2 separate regions of the Capsicum annuum genome follow, and region 1 is linked to region 2. The links are chromatin contacts, called in public Hi-C maps. All regions are on one chromosome and are shown on one strand. The core of a region is the stretch at or near the end of the contact, and the rest is flanking DNA. Distances in the headings are between cores, read along the strand shown. Region 1 holds the start of LOC107873081 (5'-nucleotidase SurE). Region 2 overlaps LOC107873082 (protein OBERON 2).

Evidence for each region. A called contact is a pair of places that touch in the nucleus more often than the background predicts.
Region 1: a contact with region 2 is called in a Hi-C map of leaf, with 2.5 times the contacts expected there. The contact joins the promoter of LOC107873081 here to the enhancer-like site in region 2. A contact is called at or near these places in 2 of 5 Hi-C or Micro-C datasets (leaf and placenta).

What each region holds. Positions count from the first base shown.
Region 1 is chr6:161,773,681-161,780,459 of UCD10Xv1.1, forward strand. It overlaps LOC107873081 (5'-nucleotidase SurE), which reads left to right and starts at 2,850. Exons shown (of 10, transcript XM_047413542.1): 1 at 2,850-3,293; 2 at 3,769-3,863; 3 at 6,095-6,159; 4 at 6,427-6,470. The coding sequence starts at 3,148.
Region 2 is chr6:161,591,558-161,598,368 of UCD10Xv1.1, forward strand. It overlaps LOC107873082 (protein OBERON 2), which reads right to left. Exons shown (of 3, transcript XM_047413541.1): 3 at 5,457-6,014. The coding sequence ends at 5,935. Among protein-coding and RNA genes, the nearest start is that of LOC107873082, 7.1 kb to the right of the region's middle. Within about 2 kb of position 4,129, at least 3 of the 5 cell types and tissues checked have an H3K27ac peak or open chromatin away from gene starts, as enhancers often do. A contact at or near this core is called in leaf, where this site is marked.

The DNA.
Region 1 (6,779 bases), core at 1,600-4,099, 180 kb after region 2:
CTTTTCCAAATCCCCATTTATGTTATTGTTGGATAAACAAAATTAGGTTTATTGTTGGATAAACAAAGCATTAATCTTCTTCATGCACTAGATTTTCAAATGCCAAACACCAATCAATTTAAGAATAATGGATAACCAAAATTAGGTTTGTATTGCTTTATGTCTTCTCCAACACTGTATTTGAGAAATTCAGTGTAGAAAAATACTGGTGAAGTTTTTCTTCATTGATTTAGCTCGAATTTTAGTTTTTCTTCACCAATTTAGCTTGATTTTTCAGATTGTCCTCATCGGTTATGCTTGATTTTCAATTTCTTTTCATCTATTTTGTTTGGGTTTCATCTTTTCTTCATGGATTTAACTTCATTTTTTCAGATTTTCTTCATCGATTTTGCTTCGATTTTTAATTTTTCTTCATCGATTTTACTTGATTTTCATTTTTTCTTCATGAATTTAGCTTCGCTTTTTATTTTTTTTTGCTCGGTTTTTATTTTTTCTTCATTAATGTTGCTCGATCTCCAGTTTTTCTTCATTGGTGTTGCTTGATTTTCAGTTTTTCTTCATCAATTTTACCCTTAATGATTAAAAAAAATGATGTTTATTATCTAATCTTCACGAACACCTAAATGCGTAAGCAATTTTTAAATTTCTCTCAACAATTTTTACCATTAAATAAATTTAAAATTGATAAAAATGGGAGATAAAAATGAGAAAGAAGGTATAAATTAATGAGATGGAGTTAATATATTGTTTTTGGTAGGACGAACCCCTAAATGTGTATTTAATTTTTAATTCTCTCTTAATAATTTTCACCATTAAATAAGCTTAAGGTTGACAAAAATGATAGATAAAAATGAGGGAGGAAGTAGAATTACATTCTCCGTTTTAAAAAGAATTACCTAATTTGACTTGACACGGAGTTTAAAAAAATAAAGAAACTTTTGAATTTTATGGTGTTAAATTAAATAGGAAAATTTTAATATGGGTGAGGCTCACCCAACAATAGTTGTGTGAGGCTCCTCTTAGTTTTTGACAAGTATTTTCGTGGGACCCATTTTATCATCAAATGCTTTCCCTACTCACATTTTGCTCTATTTCTTATTTATATTTCAGTATTTTGTTTTTCTTTCTTGTTCTTCTTTTTATTTTAAAACATTGCCTCTTTATTTTATATTTCAATCTTCCTCTTTTCTCATTTGTACTTTTAGCTCCTTTTAGGAGGTTTTTAACCATAAAAAGTATAAATATTTAAAAAATATATATTTTAAAAATAAAAAATAATATTTAAAATTAAAATTGTGTTTGATCATAAATATGAATCGAAGGTATTTTTAAATTTTTAGGAATAAAAAGGTATTTTTGAATTTTTAGGAATAACTTAAAGTAAAAAAAAAATTCATTTTTTTTTAAAAATATTTTCACAAAGTCAAATATGAAAGGATCTAGGATTTTTACTAGGAGAATTAAAAAAAAAAAATTATATGTTTGAGATTTGAATTTAGAACTTTAAAGTGAATTTCGAATCTCCAAAACCACTAATCCTACTTGTAATATAGTGTTAGGTAATTTAAAAAACAATATGGCTACATAAATAATAAAAAAAAGTACCTTATATATACAATGCAATTTTTTGTCGAGAAGGTTCCTCTTGTCTCTTCAAACATGCCTATGATCCAGGTACTTCTCAAATGACCCCTTGAAAAAAATATCCCTATTCTTAACTCATTCTTTGATTTTACTCTGGTGTCGGATTTTCCCTCGTTATAAGTGACCATGTGTACATGGTTTTTTTTTTTTTCAATATAAGCTTATATTTTTAGGTTCATCAAAATTTCATCTAAACTTAGCCCTTATTTAACTCTCTGGATTTTTACTAATTTTTCAATATTTCATCACACAAATCAAACATAGACATAAAAGAAACCATAAATGTTGTGGGTTAAAAGTTTAGGAGATCTAAAATAAAATTAATTTGATAATCTTACTTTATCCGTTTTATATTAGTTGTTCATCAAACTAAAAATAGTTGTCCCATATTAAAAGTCCACCTTACTAAATCGAGAAAGTATTCGTAATAATTTATTTCAATATTACCTTTGTAATTAATTCTTTTTGAAAGTGTCCACGCTTGTTTGTAAACCTACCTTTTTATTTATAATTTTTTAACATCGTGTAAAAAAAAGACTAACTAATATGAAACGGATTGAATATCAATTTCAAAAAATTATCTATTAATTTTTTTTTGTAGCTAAGTAATAGAAGAAACAAAAAATAAAAAAAAGTTCAAATTAACTAATGAACGCTAGATGTCAATTCTGCTAATATATGCAGCAACAAGACGGTTATGATTATAATACTAAATTTATATGAATTTAGTTATGATTAATTAGGAATTGGTAGAAAAAGAAAAAAAGTGAACAAAAATAAAAGAATTGAAAAGATAAGATAAAAAGAGAAAATATGAAAATGAGTGGCTGTCATGACTTTATGAGTGATAAATAAACACTTGTCATGCATAAAGACCCTCACATAACTTACACTATTTGAGTCTCACCCATAATAAAGTTTTCCAAATCAAATATATGTCAAATATATTAAAATGTCTTTCAATCTTGTGATCTTAAATATATCACGTGGAAAGTTAAAATTAAAAAATTATTAAAAAAGAAAAGGAATCATTCTATTTTAAACGGAATAAAACAGAAAGTATGTATTCTTTTTAAAACGGAGGGAGTATAAATTAATGGAAAGAGTTTATATATTGTTTATGGGCCAACTTGGATGTCATATCAATCAAAAAAAGATTTTCACACGCCTTCATATATGTGTAATGCAAGCATTATACCAACTCTGCAAAAGGTGACACACTCGATGAGTGTTTAAAATGAACACTTGATGAGTGTTTGAAATGAACATCGTCTACTTTTAATGTCAAATAAAAGATGATAGCAAATTTAGATGTCTATCGATTTCCGCGTAAAAAAAAATGATTCGATTCTGTTTGCGTGCAGGTTAAAAACAAGTTAATATAATCCTCCAATGTCCTTTCACATTTCTCTCTAGACACATACAACGTCCAATTAATATTCTGATAGTTGGGCTCAACTCTCATTGAGCACTAGTGACAGTTTCTCCATTTTTGTAGCATTAATGGAGAATGGGAACAATGTCTCCGGTGATAAGCCGATGGTAATGGTCACTAATGATGATGGAATTGATGCACCTGGTTTAAGAGCTCTTGTTCGTGCCCTCGTCTCCACCAATCTATTCCATGTTCTCGTTTTTGCTCCTGACTCGTACCGCTCTTCTCTCTCTCCTTTTTTTTATAGTACAACTTATTCATTTCAGTGACGGAGTTTAGATTTTTATTAGGAAGTTTGAAATATGAAGACGTAAACAGTCGAACAGGGTTCAACCTCTGCTGTATATATATAAAAAAAAAAAGTAATTTTAATCATGTATAATTAGTGTAATATTTTGCTGATGTAGGTTGATTGAGCTGCCTTAGCACTACTTGTCTTCGCCCTGATTCATTCCTGTGTGCCCTGTATACTTATACAGCGGCTGAATATGCAGCAATGTTGTCTGCAATTAGAACTGTAAATGGACTTTGTGATGAAAATTTGAGATTAATTTGACCCTGACTCATTCCAAAAAGCTAACTGTGAGGATTTTCTAATACATAGTCGATTCTTTCAACCAATGTGCTATAATTTCAACATCTAATAGAGGCCTTATAATATTTCTGACACTTTGATTTCCGTCTTCCAGTGAAAGATCGGCTGCTAGTCATTGTGTTTCATGGCAACGCTCGGTTACTGTTAAGAAAGTAGATGTCCCTGGCGCTACAGCTTTTGCAGTTTCTGGTTAGTTTTGGTCTTACAGAATTTGCTAACTGAGAACTGCTTAGATTTAAATTCTTAATTCATCTTTGATTTTCTATTGTCATCTTAGTCTTTAATCTGTCAAATCTTTGTACTTCTCTGAGTCCTGCTTTTATTGGCTTTTCACAATTGCATAACTGTCCTTTCTATATGAAATTGGTGGTTTGATGTCTTCAATACTTTAAAATCTCAAACTGATTCTCATTCTTTATGCTGTGGACTTGAAAAATAGTTAAAAGATCTGGAGGCTAATTTGATTTCTTCTGTACTTTCTCTCTTTCAAAATGTTGGAATTCTATCACCAATTTGATAGGCGTACAATCACAACCTAATATTTTTGATAATCTAATTTTAAGTTGCAAAATTATTCAATAAAATGTGTTTATCTACGTAAATTGATGCTATTGACCCTCCATAAGCCAGAAGCGCTGCTTCTATTATGTTGCTTTAAAATTGAAGGAAAAGAATGAAGGGAGCCTTTCTGTAACTTGTAAAGTTGTTGGTAGGGGTGGCAAATGGACGGTTTTGGCTGAATTTGGGTGGGTCAAAATTAACTAAATCAATAAATGGGTCATTGCTCAATCCACCCAAAATATAGATAAGCTAAATGGGTTGGCTTAAATGGACTAAACAATGGGCTAAATGAGTTGGGCTTAGATGGACTAAACAATGGATTATAGCCCAACCTATATCATTCTAGTAAAAACTTTGATTGAATGATATTTAATTGTTATTATTATTGTTTTCAAGAAAAACTAAAATATGAAAACTAAAAAATGTAATAAAAATATTTGTATATATATTTAACACAAAATAATAATAACGAATAAGATAAAAGAGGTGGAAAAAATATATTTTCTTTATAAAATAAATTTGAAAGATTTAAATTTTTTTTTTGGGCGTGGGGGTGGGGTAAGGATAGAGGGTGGGCTAAGAAAAAAAATTGAAATTTTTTAAAAATGTAAATTAAAAAAAATTAGGAGGGGGCTAGGGGTGGGTCGTGGTAGGGAGGGGGAAGGGGATGGGGTAAGAAAAAGTTTATTTTTCTTGCGAAAAAGTAAATTTTAAGAAAAATTTATTTTTTTTAAAGGGTGGGGCTAGGGGGTCATGTTTAGGGAGGTGGGGAAATGGCGTAAGAATTTATTTTTTTGAGGGAGAAGGGTGAAGGGTGGATTGAGGTTTTATAAAAGACTGATTTTTTTTTAATAAAAAAATTAAGTTTTTTTTTTTGTTTGGGGGGGGGATAGGGGCCGGGGTAGCACGACAGTGTAAGAATTTTTTTTTAAAAAATATAAATTGAAAAATTAATTTATTTTTAAAAAATAAATTTTAGAAAATATTTAAATTTTCTTTTGGTGGGGTAGGGGTAGGGAGATGGCATGAGAAAAAATTTATTTTTCTTCATTCAAAAAATTATTTGTTACTACAGTTATTTCAAAATGAAAAAAAAGAATATAATTGAAGCAACTAAAAAATTAATTAAAAATATTAAAAATAAAATTACAAATACTAGTATTAAACATTTTGTTTGGTCAAAGTTGGGTATCATCACAAGCCCATTTGACTTGATGATTTATGATGGTTCACTTGAACTAGCTAAATAAGCTCATCTTTAAAATTGCTCTGGCCCAACCCATTAAAATATGGGTGGGTTAAATGGGTTTGGGCTAATTTTGCCACCACTAGATTTGCTGTCACGTGATCGAAAGGAAACGGTTCAAGCTGTGAAAATAGTCTCTTGCAAAAATGAAGGTTAGGATTGTGTACAAAAGACCTTTGTGATGACCTTTTTCTGAATCTCGCGCATAGCGGGAGCTTTGGTGCATGCCATTTAATTTAAGGAAATAAGCAATTGCCTATATTGTCTCTAAAGGCTGTTACCAAGCATAGCTAATTGTGAATTATTTTGTGCTTGTATCTGTTCATATTCCCACAAGCTGGTGCAACTTGAACTGATTGTCTTACGCTATCCTTCTGGAAAATGAAAAAAGGAGAACAAAAGTTCTAATATTGAATTCAAAAGTTCTAATATTGAATTTCAATCTAGTGAATGAAACACAAGCAAATGATATCTTCTAATTCAAAAATTAGTCAAGTTGATTCATGGTAGTACAGTTCCCTTAACGACAACTTGTTATCTGACTTCATTTACAATGATTATTGTATCGTTATCTCTTTCCCACTCGCACAAACATTCTGTTTGCATTTGGCAGGAACTCCAGCAGACTCAACTTCCCTAGGAATCTCCAAAAAGATCTTTCCTTCGCTACCTGATCTGGTAGCTTTTCAGACTGATGCTCAGCTTATATTTTGATTTAGCATGTAGTCTCACTTATCATGTATCTGTGTATGAACTATATATGATCTTCATAAAGTTCACTGTGGATTTATCCGATTTCATCTTTATGAAAAATTACATTTCGGATGTACAAGTACAAAATGAAATTTGCTTTTGGGTTGTTTTTGCTATTTTTACTTGCACTTGCAGCTAGTATATATGTGCTCACGATACGGTGTTTGAACTCTTGCCAATTTATGCTTGCAGGTTGTCAGTGGCATTAATTTAGGCTGCAATTGCGGCTATGACATGTTAGTAAATTTCTCTATCAAGCCTCAAGATCTTTTCTGTGAAATGCTTAATTGATACCCTACTTCAATTTCCTTCTCTTTTTGTTTGCTAGTTATGCTATTTATATTAGTTATTGTTACTCAGTTAACCAATTGCAACATTTTTAACCTTGCACCACGTACGTATTCCTGAAATATTACAGAAAACACCATCATATGCTCTTTCAAATGCTACACGAGAGTATGTTTTGTTCTTTCTGGTAGGCCTTGGGCCATGGTATTAAGTCCTAAACTTCACTTAAGTGGCGAGAAACTGTTATATTTAATGTT
Region 2 (6,811 bases), core at 2,879-5,378:
TTTTTGGACGTCTTCTTCTACTCTGCATGTCCATCAAAATCATGTATCTTCAAACATGAATGTCCAATTAATTTGATAGACCAGTCTTCAAATTTTTTACTTGTAAGAAGTAATTCATTTAATTTATATGGTGATTTTTTTTATCGCTTATTCTTTTGTTATTCCTGTATATATGGGTGTCACATTTATGTTGTATTCTTCAGTATACCCTCATGAGGCACCAAAGATTAAGTGCAAGACGGTTTACCACAAAAGTTCTCCTCACATAATATTGGTTATTGTTTAATTTATTTTGTTTATTAAAAAGTAGTATTTATTTTTTAAAAATTAGAATACGTATCTCTTATTATTTATTTTTTAGTGATTTAGTCCATGAGGTTGTGGTAATATCTTTTGTACATTCAATCTTATCCATCTCACGAAGATAAAGATGTTTCCGAAAGATCCAACTTAGTTAAAGTTGAGTTTACATAATTATATCTTAAAATTGTTTATAATGATAGAAAACTTGAAATTCTACTCAAGGAGAGAACAAAATGCATACAAATCTTACCCCTACCTTATGGAGATAAAGAGGTTGTGATTTCGAAAAATCTCAACTCAAATGAAGTTGAGTTTGCATAAAAAAAAATAGTCCGTTTTGTATGTTTGTTGCGTGACTTTGAGAATAAGATTTATGATCACTTTCTGCAACAAGTTTTATGATTAGCTTTTTACATGCGAATCTTTTCTTGAGGCGAGGATCTATCGGAAACAATCTCTCCACCCAATAAGGTAGGAGTAAGATCTTTTTTGTTATTAACTTTTTTATACTATTAAGAGATTGATCTACTAATCAATAGGATATTTTTATGTTTTGATTAGGATTTGCAACTGCATTGGTAACGCAAAAGATAAAGATATGTTATCAAAAGTTTTGAAGCACTAAGGATTAGGCTACCAGTCTTTCTCTGGCCTTGCAATTAGGTGCACTCCTGAATATGCTTATGGTGCTGGTGGATATCCAGCATGGGGTACTCTTTGCATTGTGCAACTTATTGAAATAATTTGAGGTAATTTTGGTCATATTTCTTTATTTTTGTGGAGATATAACCTTTGAAATTGCACAACTGGTATGTAATTTGAATTAAATTATTCTTATTTTATCCTTAAAACCTAAAATTATTCTTTATTAGAAAAATGATTTGAACTTTTTGTCCTTCATTAAAAGACTCTTCTTTAGACAAAATTATTTTTTCACTATTATTTTAATATATTATTTAATTATTTTTTATTATATTAACTAGACTTTCTAAAATATATGAGATTCCAAAAATATATAGTATGAGAGTTAATTAATATTTTTCTTTCTACTAGACTTCCTAAAATATATGGGATTCCTAAAATATATGGTAGGAGAATTAATTAATATTTTCTTTTCTATTGTTCAATTAGAAAAATACTCCTAAAATAGGACTTTATTAAGGAAATACTTCTATAAATATTGAGATGTAGCCTATTGAAAAATTATGATTGATGCTCATCTAACTTGATTCGATTGTATGCCCTCAACTTCTTCACTATTTTCGTCAGCATAATAGAATTCAACATATGTGTATATATATATTTTCTTTGTTTTCATTCAAAATCATTCTTTAGGTTCAAAATTTTCGCTCAGACAAGAATTAGTTGGACCAAAATCGAAGCTTTGTGATCACTATTATATTGTTTTTTATAGTTTACAGGTTGTAGATGAATGTCGGTTGGCTTTGAAGAATTTCTTGTGTAAAGGTTAGATTTAATCCTATTGTTTTGATATCTTTATTGTTTTATTTTAATTTACAGATGCTAGATGAATGTGGGTCGGCTTTGAAAAGTTTTTTAGATAAAGGTTAGGTTTAATTATATTATCGTAATATCTCTATTAGTTTGTTATTTTGTGGTAGTTTACAGTTCGTAGATGAATCTCGATCGGCTTTGAGAAATTTTTGTGTGTAAAATTTAAGTTTAATTATATTGTTTTGATATCACTTTTATCGCATTATTTTGTTGCAGTTTACAAGTGATAGATAAATATTGGTCGGCTTTGAAGAATTTTTTTATGTAAGGGTTAGGTTTAGTTGTATTATTTTGATATCTCTATTATCGTCTTATTTTGTTATTGCTTACAGATGGTAGATGAGTGTCAGACGACTTTGAAAAAATTTTGTGTATAAAGATTAGATTTAGTTGTATTATTTTGATGTCTCTATCATTGCATTGTTTTGTTGCAATTTTCAGATGGTAGATGAATGTAGATCGGCTTTTAAAAATATTTTTGGTAAAGGTTAGGTTTAATAAATAAATTCTCCATCTTTACATACTCAAAAGATATTGAATTTAATTATTATATTCATCTTTATTATTTAAACAAATATCTTATTTAGTGTAATGTTTGAACTCATCAAAGTGAGGTACACGTACAAGGCGCGTACACCTAAACTAGTTTATTTTTAAAAAGTAAAAGTTTTTCCGATAGACTCGGTATAGGTAAGCATATTAAAAATTAAATATTTAAGTAAATATAATGATGATGAATTCAAATTTAAAATAAGAGAAAAGACATTGTTATCAGAGGCGAACTCAGAATTTGAAGAGTGCGAGTGCACCTTTATCATAACATAAGCGCTCAAGAATCTTCCAATGATGACTGAGGGATAGTGTCGTGTCTAATTGATAGATTAGTAAAGGCTTAAGTAATGGCGAAAATATAAATATATAGGCCAAATGTGGGTGTTTTAGGATAATATATAAACCTTAACTCTTTATAAATAGATTAATGCAGTAGCCCAGTGATTAAGGATGGATTGTGTAAGCAAAGAGGTTGCAAGTTCAATTCCTTACTACTACTTTTGTTGTTAAAAATTAATAACACAAAAAATAGAAAAAGAAAACTTGACCCTGGGATTCGATCCCGAGTCTGTATTCTTTGGGGTGCATATAATTTATATAACAGTTTCTTAAGGTATATACATATACGTATACACAATTTTTTTCGAACTTACCGAGTGCACATGCACCCCACCCTAACACGTGAGTCCGCCCCTGATTGTTACCCCTTCAACTATAACGAAAGTCATTGAGACACACCCCATCTTAAAGTAGGTTTGATTACCCCTGAACTATTTTAAAGTGTAATAAATATGCCCTTCAGTGCTGACATGGCATCACAACATGCACCTCCACGTATATAAATATTTTTTTAAAAGTTTTTTTTAGTTATTATCTTATATTTAAAATAAGTCAATACACGTAATTTTTAAAAATATTTCTTTGCCTTGTATTTAAAACTTTCTCAAATACATGTACTTTTTTTACTTCTCTTTGATTTATATTTTATTTTTTCACAAATACACGTAATTTTTAAATTTTTTCTTGTCAACTTATTTTTTTTCTTGTATTAATATTCTCAAATACACACAATTTCTTTTATTTTAACTTTCCTTCTTATTATTTTTTGTATTTAAATTTTTCTAAAAACGCACATAATTTTTTTTTGTTTTTTACATTCTTATTATTTTTTGTACTTATTTATTTTCTTTACCTTTCCTTTGAATTTAAATAAAAACTATATTTTATAAATAAAAATAATATCGGTCTGTTTTTTAATACAAACCTATTATACTCCTATTATCTATTTATTATAGGAGTATAATAACTTTTGTTTCCTTCTCGACTCATCCTTCTTTATTACTCCTTTCGTCTCATTTTATTCGTGCCAAATTTCTTAATTTGATATCTCATTTTACTTATTCTTTTTTACTTATCAATTTGATGTCTCATTTTACTTTTTTTTTTTACTTATTAAGACAAGATAAATTTATTTTTTCATTATACCCTTAGTGTAATTGATTACTTCTTGTTATTAGTTATTGGAACTAATAACAAGAAACAATCAAGAAAGGCAAAATGATAAAGTTACATTACTAATTATTATTTTCTTAATAGTTGTGTCACCCTAATTTGGGATGGGTAAAATGGGACGGAGGGAGCATGTCTGTTGCTTCTCTTTCCATGTTTGAATTAAACCTCAGCCAACCGTAACCCCTTTATCTCAGTCTCCGTCGTAGTCAGTCTCCTTGTGTTCATCTTGGAATCTTAAGCGTTTTCCGGATCACCAGCTACCATCCAATGTCTGTCAAAGTACTAAAGAGAAAGCATTTTCAAACTAAAAATGGGTTTTCTCAATCAAAGCAGCAAATGGAGGAGGCGACTGAAATTCATATCCAAAAGCAAATAGTTGTGGAAATCCTCAGGAGGTTACCCTTGCAATCTGTTCTTCGCTTCAAATGTGTGTCAAAAATTTGGGAGGCAGTAATATCAGATCCTTACTTTGATAAGATGATGAAGAAGCATCATTCGACTTCAAATTTCCAAAAGTTTCTTATTCATAAATTGTGCTCTACTCAGGGTGGTGCTCTCTCAAAATATAAGTTCCATTCTTCTTCTTTATCGACTTTTGAGAATGTACTTTTTTTTTTAACAATATACTATTTATATTAATTCATAGACAATATACTATTTATATTAATTCATAGTAAGTTTCAGAGTGTTAAAAAATACTATTCGGATAATTAACAAATCAAACAGAATTTTGTAACAATGAAATAGAGAACTTTGCTAAACTATGTGCTATTTTATTTCAAGATCTAGGGACATGCACTACGGCTACAGTTTCAACGAAATCCATCAACTTCCAAAAATTAGTGTATAAATAATTTTATGATATCTAAAATATATAAAAATTAGTATACTGATAATTTTATGGTGTATGAAATTTGTATGGAATGTGGTTTGAATCAATTGGAGAATTTACTGTCATTAATGATATTTTTTCTCTTTGAAAATATTAAAACTTAATGTCAATTGAATTAAATAAATAATATTTAAAAATATAAAACAATATCAAATAAATGTGTTGTTTTTCCGATTACCTTATTAAATATTTTTTAAAAACTTATTTGAAAAAAACAAAATAAGAGAATTTGTAAGATAAAATGTCAACTATTAAATTGCCCCCTTAAATCATGCTATTTTATTTACTTGTTTTCTGTTTTTTCTTTTACCCTATTTAATAGATTTTGTTAGATTTTTATTGTTATTCTTTGAAAAGTAAAAACTGTAGTTTTTATAATATTGATTCTTAAATTATATATTTATGTGATTTGTCCATAGAAAAATCAATTTCCTCCAAAAGTATCTTTTTGCAAAAATACAATCAGAAACACTTCAAAATATTTGGCCAAATACTAATTGTTGCTCAAAAGTGTTTCAAAATGATTGCCAAAATACTTTTTTAAAAAACACTTCAAAATAAGTTGATTTTAAACACGTGACCAACCATGCTAGAACTTCAACCACTGTACCTTAACCGAAATGCGACACAAGCAAAAAAAAATGAAAAAGCAGAAACGATTAAATGGCAACATCCAAATTGAGTAACCGGGCAAACAGGTTTGCCCTTGCCAATCGACATAAGCATGTGTTTGTTTACTTGAACAAGAAGGTAAGCAACTCGTTCAAATAATGAACAAGACTTCTGCTATTTCTGTTTGAGCACACGTTGATAATGGATATAAATGTCCGACTATGGCACAATGAGGCAGCATTTTCTATTTCAGTTATACCCATGCCTATAAATGGAGGAGAATATAGGAAAAACGAAAATGCAACTCGAAATAGGTTCTAACTTTACACTCTTAGTTATGCTCTTTTTTTTTGTTCTTTTTTGAACTCTTAGTTATGATATTTTTTTGCTCCAATAGCAAGCTAAACGAAAAATTCGAAAAGCTAGGTTAAAATCAATGGCACATAGCAATGTACGAAATCATTTTTTATGACAATGGTGTCCGGGCTAGCTTGCACGTTCCACTAAGTACTTGTTACCTCCCATCAGTATAGGGTAACTTTGCCTGACTAACGTTTAGACAGATGTGAATAATCATCAAGTGTCTTTTGAATTCGGCTGGGATTTTGAATTTGCATCCAGAAACAAGCTGCATGAAAACCAATGTCCAAAAAAGGGATTAAAAGAATCCTACATGTCATTAGAAATAGAGTAGGGTATGAATTGCCACATGATTAGTTAATAATAGTGAATTGAGCACTGAACCAGGATTCCAGAAATACAAAAGACAAACATATAAGATGAAGCCTATAGACCACATCATTAAAAACATGGTTGTACTTCAAGCCCAGCAATACGGATACAAGCAGAATAACAGCAATATCTGGACATATCACCCTAACAGGTACACTCCAGAAAAATCTGAGCAGTATAACTAAAAGGCAGAGAACCAATAACACATACTAATGTGGTGAGACAGATCATGAGATGTGAGGTTTTTTATGCCCTAGGAGCTTGGGCAGAACCTATTACACAGGGCGATGTTATTGCTGCAATTGACCAAAGCAGAATACCACAAGAGATCCTTAAGTGATTCATTCCTTTCTCTTTGGGCTGGCTAGATCAAAGTTCCAAACTCCTTATAAGGCAGCAATTCATTTCCTTAATCTGGTTAGGATTAGGAGCAATTGAATAGCATTTAATTGATGCACTGGTTGTACAACAAATAAGTCTTCTTGTGTGGTATAACCTTTACGGGAATGAAAAGCATATGTTGGTTGAGAATTGCTCAGGTATTCATCGATAATGCCTTCGCCAGGTTCTAGGCGTCGTTCGCCCATAATTCATAAATGTTAGATACATGATTAGCTACAAAAGGGTTTTCCCGTTTCCAGGACAAATTCGTCTGCTTGTGCGTCATAATAACCACTAGCAGATATGTAAAGG